Linked DNA regions of Mus musculus: region 1 is linked to region 2. A link is a contact called in public Hi-C data. All regions are on one chromosome and are shown on one strand. Each heading gives the region's core, a stretch centred on a gene start, on an enhancer-like site or on the middle of the called end of the contact. The rest is flanking DNA. Distances are from core to core; before and after follow the strand shown. Region 1 holds the start of Pknox2 (Pbx/knotted 1 homeobox 2). Region 2 overlaps Pknox2 (Pbx/knotted 1 homeobox 2).

What was found. A called contact is a pair of places that touch in the nucleus more often than the background predicts.
Region 1: a Hi-C map of embryonic stem cells shows a contact between it and region 2, with 2.0 times the contacts expected there. The contact joins the promoter of Pknox2 here to the enhancer-like site in region 2. A contact is called at or near these places in 3 of 39 promoter capture datasets (cranial neural crest, embryonic stem cells and liver), 15 of 484 Hi-C or Micro-C datasets (cerebral cortex, embryonic fibroblasts, embryonic stem cells and 6 more), 12 of 115 datasets of contacts at active chromatin or transcription factors (craniofacial prominence, embryonic hindbrain, embryonic limb bud and 4 more) and 3 of 9 other capture datasets (adipose tissue, liver and pancreatic islet).

What each region holds. Positions count from the first base shown.
Region 1 is chr9:37,144,277-37,149,188 of GRCm38.p6, reverse strand. Pknox2 (Pbx/knotted 1 homeobox 2) reads left to right here and starts at 1,867. Exons shown (of 13, transcript NM_001029838.2): 1 at 1,867-1,948.
Region 2 is chr9:37,088,506-37,093,906 of GRCm38.p6, reverse strand. All of the region lies in intron 1 of Pknox2 (Pbx/knotted 1 homeobox 2), which reads left to right. Among named protein-coding and RNA genes, the nearest start is that of Gm34538, 54 kb to the right of the region's middle. Within about 2 kb of position 3,851, at least 12 of the 459 cell types and tissues checked have an H3K27ac peak or open chromatin away from gene starts, as enhancers often do. A contact at or near this core is called in embryonic stem cells, where this site is marked.

The sequences.
Region 1 (4,912 bases), core at 618-3,117, 57 kb before region 2:
GAACAAGTTGACATCGGAATTGTACTTTAGAAAATGAGGACTGTGGTAAGTATGAGTGGGTAGTATATGGCTTTTGTCTGTATGCTCACTGGCACTTCTCTGATGAACTAAGTATTTACTATCAGCCCATTCTCCATCTGAATCTACTGGCCAGCAACCTCCAAAGGAGAGCAACCCCTTCTCCAGAGGTCCCTGGCAGAGTCAAAGGGATCGCTCCTCTCCCAGTCTATGCAATGCATTTCCCTCTGCGACTTTATGGCAGGCTGACCTCCAGCCTCTGGGTCAGTGAGTCTGGTGTTTCTGTACTACATAAAAAGGGCAAGTGGATTCATTATTATTATATTATTATACAATGTGAAATATATACTAGCAATTATGCTGTCAGGAGCCACAGTCTTTGACCACAGATCAGAGGTTGGGGTGACATAACTCTACCTAGTGAAAGTCTTTAGGGAGTCCATGGGAAGATGTTTCAACCCCATCTGTAGCAGTGGATCTATAGGTGAAAGCCCCCTCCCCGTCCCACAGGAACATTGCAGGTGAATGTGGAGTTGCTGGCAGGACCTGGATAAAGAGCACATCTGGAATGTGATGCAGACGTCTCTGAGCCTTTGGATCTAATGATACTTCTCATTTTTGCCGGAATCCGAGGCAGGGGAGGAATGACCCAGAGGCTTGGAATGGAGCAAAGGGTAACCTCCCTCTGCTGGGGTTAGATCCTTTTCTGGGAACCTGACTGTCTGGATTCCCTCTTAGCTTTTCCTTAACTTTCAGTGACTTTGTTTAGGCTTCAGCCAGGCTCCTTTCCTGGTGTGAGAGTCACAGGATTCATTGTCACCTGCCTGTGGCCTGAAACCGCTTCTCAAGGGGGGCAGAAGGGATTCTCTGGTCCTCTGTGTAGGAGCTGAGCCAGTCTGCATCCTGAGTGGCTGAGCCTATACTTGGCACTCAGTAGGAAAGTCATCTTTGTTGACTAAATGGAGACATGCATGGTTGCACTGGCTTGATTTGGCTTTTCATTGTAGAAGTGACTTGGGTGAGGAGCCTGTTTGGTGTATGGAACAGATTGGACCACCCCAGCAAGCCCAAGCTGAAACAGTACTCCCCTCACCTTACGGTGCCCAGCCTCCGGGACACACTGGCTGGCTAAGCAGTTTTAAGAATGAAACAGCAGTGGCTTCCAAGCACTTGCCTGACATTTGCCAAGGGATAGCTTCTGATAAGGCTCTTTCCCTTGTTATCTTGCCCCTGAACCACCCCATCAACCCTCGGATGAACCAAGCGTCAGAGGAAGCCTACAGCAGGGGGAAAAAAAAAAGCTCTTGAGACCAGGGATAACTAACCACCTGAGCACCTTTGCTGGGGCCAAGGTAATGAGAATTATTCAAATGCAATCATAAAAATGAGGCCAGCCGGGCAGGAATGGGGTGGGGGTGTGATGGAGAGAACGTTTCTTGCCAGTTTGAAGATTCCTATTTTCTTGGGGTTCTCTTGAGGTACACAGAAAATTTCACCTCCTCTCAATCTCTTCAGCACCTGGTGTCTTGGAACTCGTCACCAGTTGATCGCTAAGGAGGACACCGGGTAGGGGTGCGCCTGCATTTCTGGGGTTCACTGCATCACCTCTGTCAGGCAACCCCCAGGTCTGGGCGCCTGCTGCCTCTCTCCAGCAGCAAGCAGGCCAGAGCCTGATGTCTGAGCCGAGCCTCCAGTAGAGGGAGACACTCTAGCAGCTCCTCGCCTGGGAAGCGGCCGGGTCCAGGAGTGGGTGGGGGCTATGGGGGGGGGGGAGAAAGGGGGAGTGGGGAGAGGGGAGGTGTGCGCGCGCGGGGAGGGGGGGGGAGGGAGTCCGGGGGGCGGGTCCCTGTGCCGCTGACGTCCCGAGCAGTGCTGGGAAGTATAGGCTGTGTTGTCACGCCGGTGTCAGTCTGATGAAGATTGGCATCAGGTAAGCTGTCATTCATTTCCATGTCAGAGACGCTTTTGCAGGCGGCGGCGGCGGCGGCGGCTGCTGCTGCGGGCGGCTGCCTCAGAGCGCGTGTGTTTTATTCCAGTCCCCAAGCCAGAGTATTATTCATTGCGACAGGGCAAGGAGGAGAGAGGGAGAGAGGGAGGCAGCAGGGAGGAGAGAGAGGGAGGCAGCAGGGAGGAGGGAGGCAGGGAGCAGAGAGGGACGGCGGGAGCGTGCAGAGAGAAGCTGGGGAAGCGCCGGGAGAGCGCGGAGCGAAGCCGCGCGAGGGGAGGCGAGGCTGGGCGAGGAGGCGGCGAGAAGCGCGCGGCCCACCCGCTCCCGGACCCGGCCGGTGCGCAGCTCCGTGCCCGCCTCGCTGCCGCCGCCTCGCCCCGCTCCCCTCTGGCCCAGGGCCGGGCGTGCATTGTTTGCGGTCGCAAGCAGCTGGGCAGCGGACTCAGAGCGCAGCGGCCCTAGAGCCTGTAGCGGGCGGGCTGGAAGCCGTGCACCCGGAGCTTCCCGGGACTCGAGCCCAGGGACGAGCGCGTCGGCCGGAGTCCCTGCGCAGGCGGCTCCTGGCTAGGCGCTCGGTGGGGGCGAGGCTGGGAACTGCGGGCGGGCTTCGGTTCTCCTTTCCCGGGCTCCAGGAGCCCTGTGGCTGGAGCTTCCTAGGTGTCACCAGCCCCGAGCTGCCTTCGAGTGGTTGGAAGCGGGAGCAGCCCTAGCCTGCGGCCGGGTGGCTGGAGTCAAGCAGTGGCGGCCGCGTCCTGCCCGGCCCGGGGAGGCAGGGAGAGTAGAGGTTTACCGGAGGATCAGTGGGGACAGGGGAACATGTGTGTGTGTGTGTGTATGTATGTGTGTGTGTATGGGGGGGGGGGAGGTGTTAGTCAGAGAAACCAGAACCCGAGGGGCGACGCTCAGGGACTCTAACTAGGAGTAGGAGGAGAATTTGTAGGGTCACTGGCTCTCTACGTATTGTTGGGTCTTTTGGGCGGGGAGGGGAGGATTAGGGGTCCTTGGCGAAGAGCTAGAAGATAAATTCGTAAAAGGGGGGGAGGTGGGCACGGAAAGCGTCCCGAGAAGAAAGCCGATGGGGATGGGGCAGGGTCCTGAATGTGCCGCGCGAAGTTTCTGTTTCTTTCGGGTTAGGCTGGCTTCCAAAGCCAAGGAAGAAACGAGCGCAGTGGGCCGCGCTGTCTGGAGAGTCCTTCACAGGGCAGCCAGGGTTCCCGCGCGGTCGGAAGACGCGGGTTGGGAGTGGGAGGGGGATGCGGATCAGCCCCTTAAAGGAGGGCTGGGTTTTGGAGCAGGCTAGAGTTTGGGTTGCAGGAATCAAGCTGTTTTCAGAATAGGGACAGATGGGCCGCTGTGTAGTTTACATGCCGGCAAAGACAGAGGGCTGGAGTTAGGCGCCGGGGCCCCGATTACCTCCGAGGCTTGACTCCGGAGCCGGTGACGTTGTTTTAGAACTGACACTCGGGATCAGGATATTGAAATGTAGGAAGAATTGCGCGTCCAGGTTCTTACAGCGTGTGGGAGGAAAAGCTTTTATGTAGGCAAGAAAAGTAGTTGATTCCAGCCGTGGTGAGCGAGCCCCGAACGTCTGCTGCTTCTCCCCCTAAAGCGAATCTTGCGGATGAGAGGATCTGGGTGCACAGGGCTGAAACCTAGGAGAAAGACTCTGGAAGGTACACAAAAATAGTGATTCAGTACGAAGTGACCGGGTAGCATCATCCGGGTCCGAGTGGAGCCAAGGAGCTGGCCCTGCAGAGTCAGCAGGCTCTGGGAGTCACTTGCGGTCTGTGGCCTCAGCGTGGCGGGGTGGTTGCTGGTGGCCCGCCGGGACAGTGGTAGGCGACGCAGGCAAGGGGGCCACTAGTAGAGAGGTGCTACTGGGGCTTAAGGAATCGTGGCTGCCGCCAAAGGAAAGACATTCCCGAACTCCGGAGTCCTCATCGGATCTGCCGCCTGTTTATCTGCAAGCGATGCTTGCTTCGTCCAGGGCAATGTCGAAGAGCGCACAGGCCGGCCCATACCGGCAAGGTTCTATCCTAGAGGGAGGAGGAAGTTCGGGGTTTCCTTACCCTCACATATGTTATCTTGGGACTTCTCCAGGCTGTTGGCTTTCTGGAATTCAAATGCTCTTCAACTGGTAGAATCCAAGATAACAAGCTTAAACGGATTTAAACATCCGCCCCCCCACACACCCCCCTCCCAAATCTCAGAAATGATGGTGTTCAAAAGCAACATGGTTTTATCCCAAACTCTAGCCCCTTTGCCCTCCCACTCTGCCTTCTGACCTTCCCGTGGCCCCTGGACCTTGATGCAAATGCACGCATGTGTGTATGCCTGTAGGTAGGTGTGGGGTGTCTCTTATTTAGGGGCTCGTATCTCATACTCAAACTACTTCCTCAAGGCTCGGGCCTAGCTCACCAGTGGGTGGAGTGGAGGGGTCCTAAAGAAGGAAAGAGCAGATTGGGGAGAAGGAGGGTTGAAGATGTTACATTCTGGACATTTAGATAAAGAGTAAGGTTGAGGGATGGATGTAAGTGTGTGTGTGTGTGTGTGTGTGTGTGTGTGTGTGTGTGTGTTGGGAGTTGATTTTCTCTGTGCATGATTTCTCTGTGCACCGTGAATTGAGAAAGCCAGCCAGTCCTTTGGGGCACTGAAGCCGCAGGACCCAAGAATGGCCACCGCGGCCGGGGGCGCGGCGACCGCTACCAGGAGCTGTTGTTTTCCAGACTTGGAATTCCTGAGCGCTCTTCTCCAGCCCTGAGCTGAGCGGGGGAGGGAGCCGTGACCCCACGGAGACTCCCCGGTCACCGCCTCCCTTTTGTGAGATCGAAAGGCATGAAAGCCTAGAGAAAGAGGATCTGCAGGGAATGAGGGCCAGGGGGTTACTCGAGGGAGATGGGCCTAGCAACAACCACAGTAAAATGCTTAGCGCAAATCGCAGCGAAG
Region 2 (5,401 bases), core at 2,602-5,101:
GCAGGTCAGAGAACTGGCTTTGACATCCATCGTTGATCTCAACCCAGCAAAAGGGCTGACATTCAAAACATATTATATACATGAATGAATTCCTGATGTGGCTTCCCATCTGAGATTCCCTAAATAAATCCTGCCCCCTAACCCCTGTCTTAAATGTGGAGCAGATAGGGGAGTTTTTGTTTTGTTTTTGTTTATTGGTTGGTTAGAGTTTTTGAGGCAGGGTTTCATGATGTGGTCAAAGCTGGCCTAGAACTTGTGGCAATCCTCCTGCCTCCAAAGTGCTGACCTTAAAGACTTAACACTACCACTTCCAGCCATGCTCTGTCCTAACTTTGGCTCCTACTTTGAGCCAGCTCTAAAATCCAGCTTTTCTTTTGCTGTGACTGACTTCTAGGCTGGCAGGCGCTGACCCTTGCTGCAGATGCTCCCGCTGCCCTCATGACCCTGGGTTAGGCCTTATTGCTCTGTTGGTGGCAAAATGCTGTATTTTGCCTGCTCTGCTTCCCTTGATGAATCCTCAGATTGTCACTTTCTCTTGTCACGCGGCTGAGAATCCTATGCAAAGTAAAGCCAGATGCCAGTGGGGACTTGTTAGCACAAAGACATGCATTTGTTCTGCCCGGGGCTGAGCCTCCTGGGTAGGCTGTATTTACTTTTCCTTTGGAGCCAGACCCCTCTCCAAAGGGGACTTTGGGGCCTCTTCACTTCTAACCAAATGAGGAATGTCCAGGGTCATCCTGCAGCTGACCTTTCTCCTGTGTCACATGGCTTTGTTCCCCAAAGCAGAAGCAATTTCTTCCCTCCCCCTCCGTGCTGGTTCACAGTTTCTCTTGCTTGTAGCCAAACAGTGCTCCAGCAAGAATATTTACTTGCACCAAAGACAGTGTTTTAACTTTTCAAAATGTATCAGAATATCATTGTTGCATTTTCACAGTGTCTCTTACAGCCAAGGCAAGCATAAACATTTGAGTTGAGGCCGATAGATTTATTGATACTTTGTCCAAAGTTTCTTGGAATCTTAGAACTTTTTGACTAAATATACAGGTAGTGGAAATCTTTCCTTCTGACTTAGAACTCTGCAAATGTGGACAACCTCAAAATCTTGCTACAATTTATAACACGTTCCCAGAATAATACACACACACCTATCTAGATAAAAATCTAAGAGGCTTGCAGGCACCGGAAACTTAAAGGCTGCTCTTGTTCAAGTCCAGCCACTTGGTCCAAGAGATGAAGAAATTGAGGCTCAGAGAGTTTGAATTCAGGGTCCTAGAACTAAGGTGACTAAGGCCATTCTTTGTATTGTCTAACCCTTCCACACACCAAGCTGCTCAGCACCACAGGGTATTGAGAGGTTAAGAGTTCTAACCCCCTCATCTTTTCTTTGCATCCCATTCCCTTCTCTCTTTAGACTTCCTGCACATCATTTATTGCTGTAGATGCATTCTTAGACTGTCTCTCATTTCTGACTAGAAGGTTGGTTTTCCCCTCTCCCCACCCTAGGCAGTCCTTCTCCTTTGTTTTCAAGCCCCAAATAATTTCATAAATCATTTCCTATCCCTTTAGCGTCATGTTGGTTTAGGTGCTACCAAATAACTCAGCTTTCCAGGTTGACCCACAGCTTTGACAGTTTTTTGCACTTGGGAGGAAGCAGTCCTCACATCCTTTCTTGCAGTCCTTCCTCTGTGGCTTCGGGGACTTGGGGTTCTCTGGAATCTCTGCCAACAATCCTTGGCTCCTCTTGTCTTGTCTTTGGACTTCAGAGGACCTCCCCTGTCTACTTTTTAAAGCTACTGTGTGTTTTCTTTCTCCTGATAGAAATTAGAGGGTGTTCATGGTGATGGTGGTGGTGGTGTGTGTATAATGAGTGTGTAAGGTAAAACTATTTTGAAGAGCACTGAACATTCAGTAGCATCACTATCATCCACGTAGTTGTGCGGCCTTCACCACCATTCATTCATAGAACTCTTTTCATCCTGTAAAACTAAAACTTGCAACTCTCAGCCTTTGGCAACCATCATTCTGCTTTCTGACTCTGTGGATTGGACTGCTCCCCATATCACCTATGAGTAGAATCAAAGGGTATTTTCCCTTTTCCTGCTGGCTTATTTCACTTAGCACAATGTCCTCAAGGTTCACCCATGTTATAGCATGTATCTTTTTCACTGTTATGTGTATCTACCCGTGTTAAGTCAGCCATCAGTTGCCTTGACAAAGTACTGGAGAAAAGAATCCTAGTAAAGAGGTAACAGTTGTTTTTGACTCCTGGGCTTAGAGATGGCACCACCCACAAGAGGACCTCCCCCCTTGATACTAATTGAGAAAATGCCTTACAGCTGGATCTCATGGAGGCATTTCCCCAACTGAAACTCCTTTCTCTATGATAACTCCAGCCTGTGTTAAGTTGACACAAAACTAGCCGGTACACCCACCTATGACTACCTTGTTTTGAGTAACTATTGACTACCTTGTTATACCCACCCTATGGCCATGTCTTTGTGTCAGGAGGGACTAACTTGTTATGTGTAAGTTCTGCTCTTGTAACCCTACCTGCTTGGTTGGCCAAGTCCCCCATTTGGAACCCTGCACCCACTCCTGAGCTATAAAAACAGTGTCTTTCTCCTATTCAAGGCTGAGCTCTTGAACCCTATCTTAGGGGTTGGCAGCCCATGTACACAAATAAAAAACTTGCTTTAATTAATTGCTTGCTTTAATTAATTTGGCCATGATGATTTGGTTCAGTGGTCTTTCTTTTCCCATCTCTGGGATTAACAGAGTCTTTAACACAGGGGCTTTGGGAGGCACTTTTCAAATCCAAACTGTTGCAGCCAGATTTTGTTTTATCTATCATTTTGTCAGTGGACACTGGGTTGCTTCCACTTTTGGCTATTATAGCTAAAGGGATCATACATGAGCCTGGATGTGGCTCCAACCCCCTCTATGACCACTGAAATTGTCACTGGATTCTAGTCCTGAAGTTGGTCACGTCATTATTTGACCTTGGCCAAACCACATAACCTTTGTGTGCATGGGTTTTGTCATTCATAGTAGACGTGAGTTGATCCCACTTGTGGCTATTCCACACTTGACATGAAGCTGATTGAGACCAGAGAATTTGGCATTGTGAGTTTTAGTTTATTAGCATTTAAGTGTAAAGAGATGTCCAGTGTCTACCTCATAGCACCATGTGGCTATAGAGAATGCGGATGAGATCCGCAGAAATCCAGTAGACAGAAAGTACTCAACTAGCCAGTGTCTGGCACATAGTAAGCACTCAATAAATGCCTGCTATTATTAGGCATTCTGTGTCTTGCTTTCCAGCCCACCACACCTGAAGGCCCTCACTCTAGCTGTCCTGAGTCACCTGGGGAAGGGAGGGAAGGTGTTACTGCGGTGGTGCATGTCAGTAATGAGCCTAGCACTGAATGTTTCTGGTCTGCTACTTTCCCTGGAGGGTCATGTGAGCCAGAGTGGTATGTGGCCTGCTTTGCAAGTGATTAACATGGTGTAAGCAATCTGCATAGAGAGAAAAAACCCTCCGTTGGTATTCCATTATTCTATTAGAGTTTCAGAGCTGGGATTAAGTGGACATGATTTCTTCCTATGGGCCATTAATTTTGTTTTATTGCTGGTCTGATGGCCATTACCCTTTTTTGCCAATGCATTCCCCCATTAGGTTTGTACAATTAACAAAATATGTGCTGTTAGGGCTTTGATAGGAAGAGTGGGATGGAAATAAAGGGAGGGGTGCAGCTGCCACAGAGGAGGTGGGGGTGGGGCAGGAGAGGTAAGAGCAAGGGGTGGAGCCTCAGGAATGGGGTGGGCTGGGAGTAAGTCTCTTGAGCACTAGCCTCAGGCCATGGGCATTCCTGGAAAGCAGCAGAAAGCTCTTGCTTGAAAATGAAGGAAGCAGAGGGTGGGTCTCAGTGGGTCCAGCGTTGGCACTCCAAGCCGTCCTTCTTCTAGTTAGGTCCGGCACAGAGGAGAACATACTGGCTACCCCGCCTGCCCCACTTTGTCTCCTTAAATCCGAAACTCCTCCACAGGCAGCAGCAGTTACTCCAGATATCTGTCTCTCTAACAAAAAGAGACCCCCAGGGGTACCTTCTTTCTTTCTAGGCAACGCACAGCAGGACCTGTGCCCATTTTAGGGGTGACTGATCCCTAATGCCATTTAGTGGACATTCAGGATTGGAGTGGCTAAGTTGTCCTTTTCTTTTTACCGGAAATGTTAGGGATCCACATTTTAAAAACGTGGAATTTCCCAAATGTTTCAGTGTTGCCAGAATTCAGAAAAAATAATAGATACCGAGTCTTGGAATATTTTCAAAGAGGGGTGGATGTGATCTCATTTGTGTTCCAAAGGGATCTCTAGGAGTAGGAAGGAGGTGGGTAGATGGGCAAGATCAGGGTGAGTCTGGAACCAGGAGGCCAACTGGACAAGTAAGACATGGTATGAACAGAGGGGCTGCCCTGACTGATGGAGGTAGCAGACTCTCAGTGTTGTCTTTGCACTGCAGAAGACATCTCTAGGGTCAGGGCAACGTATCCTGAGAGTCGGCCTTCTACTGGTTCAACTCTGTAAAGGTCAGACTGGTCTGTGAGCCACATGGCTCAGTATGTGTGAACCTGCCTCCTGGGCTCAGAGAGCAAATCATAGACTTCCACCCACTGTTCAGAGAGTCAGAGCATCTCTTCTATTTACATTAGTGATTAGGGTTAGGCTACCAAAGCTAAGATTCTATATAGGGCTTCAGAGTCATACCTACACTGAAAGTACAGGCTCAAGATTAGATGTTGGGAATGCGACCCAGGAACCACATGCAGATCCTTTGCAACCAGCTGCTTGTGGAAGTAGAATCTATACTTGCTAGGCTTACAGGAAAGTTATCAATGTCCTCAATGCCAATGAGCAAGAATTTCAAGCCCTGTTTATTTAGTGAGAAGTAATGATATGTTTGACCATTCAGCTATATGTCATATAGAACCTGCTGGTCAGGAGCTACAGTGCATGAATGACAATCTCATAGGGCAAATATAAACAATTGCAAATTATTATCCAGACAGGTGGAACAGCGTAGGGACTTTACAACAGTGGTACACGGGGTGTGCCATCTATAGTCACTGAAGTAAATTAAAAGATATCCTTCACAAACACCTTGTCCAACTCAGGATTTCACTCAGTTGCTTCCCTTTTGGGAGGTTTGCTCATATGCTAAAGGAGTTTTTCAGAGAAGATGTCCATCCAGGGAAACAGTTGACACCGGAGAAAGGTGTCTCACAGATCTGGTCTCAAAGGTCTGGCTTGGGCAAGAACAGAAAAGTTTTGGACAGTCAGATGGATACAGACAGCCCAGTCTTCGCCATTCACCTGCCTTTTCCCCACTCAGTTGCTTACAGT